Regions from separate parts of the Macaca mulatta genome. Here region 2 is linked to region 1. The links are chromatin contacts, called in public Hi-C maps. All regions are on one chromosome and are shown on one strand. The core of a region is the stretch at or near the end of the contact, and the rest is flanking DNA. Distances in the headings are between cores, read along the strand shown.

Region 1 (2,946 bases), core at 114-2,613:
TGTCCTCGTCGGAAGGTAAGCTCTATGAGAACAGAGGCCTTGTCTGTCTTGTTCATCCATCACCTCCCCAGTGCCTTCCACGGATCTGTAACGATGTTGTGTGCTGGTTTGTCTGTCCTCGTCGGAAGCTAAGCTCTCTGAGAGCAGAGGCCTTGTCTGTCTTGTTCATCCATCACCTCCCTAGTGCCTTCCACATCACTGGATACAAGCAAAAAGAAGGAATGAGCATGTCAGACCTTTTACCTCGTGGCCCTGGTGAAGGTAGGAAAAAAAAAAAAAAAAAGAACAACATAGAAAACATAAAGGCACAAATTACAGAGATAATAGTGTCTGGGAGAAACCAGGGTCATGGTTTCCCACCACCGCAGGTGTTGCTCCAGGCAGCTCTGCGGAGCAAAAGGATCCCAGCACCTTGGCAGCCTCCCTCAGCTGCATCCAGGAGGCACCATGAGGGAGGCAGTGAACGGAAAATGGGACCAATCCCATCAGAAGGCCTGAGGAGGTTCATTTGTTGGTTCAACAGGTATTTCCTAGGCGTCTAATGTGTGCTGGGTACACAGCAGCGAACTGACAAGAGCCTGTCCTCATGCAGTTTCCTTTCTAGTGTTGAAACAGTGATTTTGAGTACGAAAAGTGCGGTGCTGACCACGAAACAGTGACAGAATGGGGACAGCAGGAGAGCAGGTGTGCACGGTGGGCTGGGTGGCCACAGCAGGCCTCTCTGGGCAGGTGATACCTCAACTAAACCCTGAGGTCAACACTGTCACAGAGCAGGGGAAGAACCTTCCAGGCAACAGCAGCGGCGGAGGCTCACACTAAAGTGATCACAAACTGGTCACTAAGTTACAAGGCAAAGTGACAAGTGCCTCGAAGGCAAGTCCCAGGAGGCTGGGGGTCGGGGAGGAGGCAGAGGCCCTAGCTCCTGCACCAGCCCTCTCGGGTCCCGGCCGCTCCGCGCATTTCTGGGGCGCGCGCTGAGCGCCAAGGCCCGGCCCGGCCTCGCCGGCCCCCACGACAGCGCCGTCGGGGTGGGGACGAGGGCCGACGTCACCCGCCGCGCCGGACTCCGTCCCTCCAGCACTGGGGCGGGGGCCGCAAGCATGAAGGTGGCGGCCTCTGGGGCTTACCTCGGAATTTGAGCTCGTGCTGCGGCTCGAGGCTCAGGACCTGCTCCACCTTCGCCATGTTCCTCAGCGGCGGAGCACCTTTGGCGGGGAGACCCCTGAGAGGTCACCGGGGCGGGAAGCGTTAATGCCGCGCCCGCTTTAAGTTTTACAAAAAAGGGGGGACCAGTCGGGGCACGGGTGAGAGTCTTCGACGGGGTGCGCGCGCTGGGGGGGGTCGTTCTACGCGGTGCAGGCTCAGGGGCGGAGGGCGAGGGCGAGGCCGCGGTGCCCGGCGAGCTGACGGCACGCACGCACGCACGCACGCACGCACAGGCGTACACACGCACGCACGCAGCAGGCTGGCCCGCTCGGGCGGCGGGAAGCTGCGCCCTGCGCCGCCAGCTCCAGGGGCGGGGACTAAAGCTGCGCGCGTGGAGCCCCACCCGGGACAGTGCGCAGGCGCGGTACAAGCCACGGGGGCGGAACTGCAGGGCAGCAAGGGGCGGGGCTTCGCGCTGCTCAGGAGGCGGGGTTTGTAGTCCGGCTACGACTGCAGCCGCGAAAACTATTAAGGGTCCGCTGGGGGCCAGCCTCGTGTTAAATGCTTTATTCAGTAACAACAATTAGAATAAACTTCCACTTTTCTCTTGCTTATGTAGTGCCAGGCACTGTTAGAGACTTTGAATAATAGTCAAAGTACTTAGTATAAACATGATGTTTATGGGTGAGTGATATGGGCTAAGCACTGTGACGTCTTGTAAATAATAATTATAAATATAATAAACTACCAATTATTGCTTATTTCGTATCACTCTGCTGAATGCTTCCAATGACAACAGCAGCTACAATAAATACAAGCTACTCTACGTTAAATGTTTATTAGGCAACTGGCACTGTGCTGAATTTTTACTAGTAAATTCGATTTGTTTATGCAATAAATATTTAGAAATACAATGATCAGAAAAGCTAACCTGATTCCAATCCTTTTACTGTAGCCTAGTGAAGAGACATTTTGAATAAATAACCACACAAGTAAGTTAAATAATTAAAAATTGCTGGAGAATCCAGATCTGCTTGACCTCAAAAATGGATACTCTACATCATGATTACCGTTTAAATTGTATTTCATTATATTATGTTCACTGTGAAAGTAAAGTAGGTGTTCTTAATAGTCTCCTATACATACCAATATAGGTGAAACAAACATGGCAAATTGCTAACAATGGCTGACTTGACATCGCAGGTACATGGTTTTCTTGTACTGTTTCTCCCACTTTTCTGTATACTTGAAATTTTTCATGATAAACAGATTTCTTGGAAGAATAATCTTTGTATTTTAACTGTAGCATTTAGTCCATTTACATTTATTATATTTACTAATATATCTGGAATTATTTCTACCATCGTATTTTGTTATTTCTACTTGTCCTGCCTGTTTTGTTTTTCTTTTTTTTTTCCCCTTTCTTCTTTGGGGTTTATTTTTATTCTCATTCTTATTTTCTTCACCTACATACTCTATTTCTAAGTTTTAGTGGTTACTTGAAAATTTTGGGCATGCATGCTTACCTTGTGAAAGTCCAGTATGTTTAAATATTTGTAAAAATGTCTTTACCCTGTTTCCTTAAAATATGAAGACTTCGGAGTACTTTAATCACCCATCCTCTAAATTAGACACCTTAATGTAGTGTATGTTAAGTTTAACCTTTGCCATTTTAACCCCAGGAGACATTATTAAATTGTTTTATACAGTCAACATTAATTTAGATTCAGCCACACAATTACCATTTTTATTCTTCTTCTTGCATCTTAGCTTTCATGAACAGGATCACTCTCCTTTTGC
Region 2 (3,345 bases), core at 623-3,122, 250 kb before region 1:
GCTGCTTCTATTCCAACCTAGCCTCCCTACAGCAGGTAGCCTGAACTACAGCCAATTTCATAACTTCACTTTTCAATTGAAGACATTACCGAGCTAACGATCACTGTCTGGTATAGATCATCTAGACTCGCCCCTTATTTAACAGAGCAGTAAACTGAGGCTCAGAAAGGGAAAAGTAGCCCCCATTAAAAACAAACCAGAAACAGTAATTTTTCCAGGACCACCCTTAAAAAACACTACTGCTAGGCTAACTAAAGGTTCTGGCTAATTTAAAAAAAAAAAAAAAAATGTTATTTTAGAGGGTTAATTTTCACATATACCTCCTCAGGCTTTTTTAAAAAGTTCGAATGGAGAGGAAAGCGTAATTTCCCGTCTGGGAAATGGAAAGTGAAGAGGCTAGCACCTCGAGTCTTAGAAACCCAAGCCCCCAGGAAGAACAGTGAAACAATTATTCATAGGGAACAAGGCCACACAAGGGCTGCGGGACCGTTAAAACGGGCAGAAAAACAAAACAAAACAAAACAACAACACAACTGCTTCCTCTTTAGGAGAGGGAGTCGTTCATTTGCAAGGATTTGGGTCCATGGTCCCGCGACCCAGCCATTAGGACCGAACTGAGGCTCACTATTGGGGGGAGGGGAGCTTCAAACAAAACGAAACAAAAAGGCTTCAGAAAGGCCCAATGCTTCCCAATGTTAGCGTTAAAACATATGTAAATTACAGGCGGCCTGTAGCGCAGTGACGCCAAGGCGGGGGATGCGCGGGGGGGGTGCTGCGGAAGTGAGGAGAAGACAAGGCAGAGGTGGAGCTGCGGCCTCACAGCACCGCTTTTTCCCCATCCAGGGTTACAGATGCCCCCTGATTCTAGCCAAGAGATCTTATTATCCTTAGTCTTATTATTCTTATCTTCTTTTATTAAACAGAGAGACAGACAGAGACAGACAAACAGGCAGAGCCGCAGTGCACACGGTCCGTGTGTCGGAGAGGCCGCCGGGAGACTCACCGCAGCAATGCTACGTGAATGCAGAGGGCTGGAGGTGGTGTGACTACTCACTTGCTCGGCTAACAGCTGCCGGTTTTGGATGGAATTATTCCGCAACAACAAGAAAGCGTCGGTTAAACGCCTGGTGGCCATGTCTCACCCTTTGTGACCCCCCTCTCAGGGGCCCCCCGCCCACTTATATTCCTGGTTTATTCACTTTCTTTCTCTTGACCCGGCCGGCCCACCCTTTCACAGAAGCTTCTCGACAAGGCCTCAGGCTTCAAGCCAAAAAGACGCAGCTGTGCCCTTCGCCAAAGCGTAGAGACCCCTCCCCAAATAACTACCTAGGCTTTCCAATTGTCTGACTCCCCCTACCCAGGACCGACTTCGATCTCTAAGCACTTGAATCCCCCCAATCCTTGCGTAGCGATCCAACGTTCCAGAGACCCCACCCCAATCCAACCTTGGATCTACAAGCGTCTAACTCGCCAATCCAGCTCTGGACTGGGAGGCCCTGAAGCCCCCTACTCCCTGAGACCCCCAAAGGTCTTTGCTCTCTACCCCTAACTTGGCTCGTAAGCGTCTAGGCCGTGCCCTGAGGTCTGGCTGTGACTCAGTTTCCCCACCAGAGGCCTGGCCTAGGCCCTCTTTGGACAACCGGAGCCAGGCCTGAGGCCTGGACTCCAGGGCGCCTGCAGCTCCCTTCTGGGGCCTTGTCTGAGCCTGCTGAGGCCCTGCCCGACCTCCTGACCCCTTCCTTTCCTGGGTGGCCTGGTCCTCCACTGCCAGCAGGCTGCTGGCCTGCAGGAGGACAGCAGGGCCTGCCTCCCCGGCCTTCTCACTCCTCTTCTCCGGCTCCCTCCATCCCCGGATCTGACTGCAGCTCAGCCCCGGGCCGTTTCCGTACTGTGGTCCCGGGTTCTGGCGTCCCCCCTGGCCCTCTTCCTGTCCGTCCCTCGCGAGTGCCCCCCTGCGACTCTCGCAAGCCTTGCTTGCAACGTTCCGGGCGCGGGAGCTCCCTGCACTCCTGCCCCGGGGCACGAGAGTGCTCCGCCCTCTCCCGGGGTGCTCCTGGGGCGCCCCGTTTCGCCTTCCCCAACTGGGTCTAGGCACTAGGAGCAGGCCAGCGAGCAGGCCCGAGCCTGGGGAGCGTGACCCCCAGGCTGCAAACCGCTGCCAGGGCCCTTGGTCCCTGCATTAGAGTGGAAGTTGCGCGGCAGGCAAATTTGGGCTCCCCGAGAGCCGAAGTTTTGGGCGCGGGGAGTTGGAGCGGGAGAGGAAAAGTTGGAGACGACTGCCTCTGCAGGCCGAGCACGCTCTACTGCAGGCGCTGGCGCTCGCTTTTTTTTTTTTTTTTTTTTTTTTTTTTTTTTTCCCACTCTGAAAAAAGATGTACCCGACAAACAACCAGGAGGAAAAAAAAGGAAAAAAAAAAAAAAAAAAAAAAAAGCGAAAGCTCCAGGCAGTCTGGCCGCGCAGCCGCCGGCAGTCGGGGGTCGTTGGGGGCGCCCGCCCTCCCCAGCTGCCGCTTTCTGTAGGTGGCACTACAGGGTCGTGGAATCTCAAGTGGAAAAGTTCCCCGAAAACTTTGACACCTCCTGCCCCCGTCCCCGCGAAAAATATCTCTGTTCCCCGCCTGGGCCCTGGCCCGGAGCACCCCGCGCCCCTGGCGTCCCGGGCCCGGTTTCTCGCCGTTGGCCAGGCCCGGGGCGCCCTAAGCACCCCGGCTTGCCGTCCCGGGCCAAGTCGGCGGGGTTCGTGCAGGGGCTCCTCGGGGCCGCGTCGGGCAGCAGCTGCCCGGGCCCGAGCACGGCGCCCAGAAACAGGCGGGCGCCCAGTGACGGAGGCTCTGGTCTGGCCCGGAGCCGCCCGGGAAGCCTGAGGCCAAGGGCCTGGCCCAGCGCTCGGCGGGAGCGGGTCGAGGGCGCAGAGCTGTGCTGCTGCGCCTTCCGGGCCCCCGGTCTGTCTAGGGCCGGCTTCCCCTTGCCGGGCGAGGGTGCGGGCCGGACTCCGGAGTGGGGTTCCAACAAAACACCTAGGCCCCAGAAGCGGCCCCCACGCGTCCTTTGTTTCTGCGTGGAACAAACTTTACACACGTGTGTTTTCCGAGGGTTTCCCGTGTGCTGAGCGCTTGCAAAGCGGAGTCGCGCCCGGGGAGACGCGAAGCCGGTGCCCGCGGCTCACCCAGGGACCCCGGCCGGACAGCGGCACCCGCGGGGCGCGTGCGGGACCCCCAGACGACCGGGGAAAACGCCGGTAACCGCCCCCCGCCGTGCTTTTTCTCTCACGGAGAACGTTCCCGCGCGTTCGTTGTGGAACTAAAAATTAATGTCAAACATATCCATTGAGGCAAATAACAAAAT

Evidence for each region. Hi-C and Micro-C count contacts between places; a contact is called where the count stands out from the background.
Region 2: a Hi-C map of fetal cortex germinal zone shows a contact between it and region 1, with 1.9 times the contacts expected there. The contact joins the promoter of STX16 here to the promoter of VAPB in region 1. A contact is called at or near these places in 2 of 14 Hi-C or Micro-C datasets (fetal cortex germinal zone and fetal cortical plate).

Annotation. Positions count from the first base shown.
Region 1 is chr10:111,191,394-111,194,339 of T2T-MMU8v2.0, reverse strand. VAPB (VAMP associated protein B and C) reads right to left here and starts at 1,363. Exons shown (of 6, transcript NM_001257488.1): 1 at 1,128-1,363. The coding sequence starts at 1,185. It overlaps LOC144332204 (a long non-coding RNA gene), which reads left to right. Exons shown (of 2, transcript XR_013400081.1): 1 at 1-1,028; 2 at 1,079-1,437.
Region 2 is chr10:111,442,937-111,446,281 of T2T-MMU8v2.0, reverse strand. It overlaps STX16 (syntaxin 16), which reads right to left and starts at 1,872. Exons shown (of 9, transcript NM_001257651.1): 1 at 1,055-1,872. The coding sequence starts at 1,135. It overlaps LOC144332207 (a long non-coding RNA gene), which reads left to right. Exons shown (of 3, transcript XR_013400091.1): 3 at 924-1,121.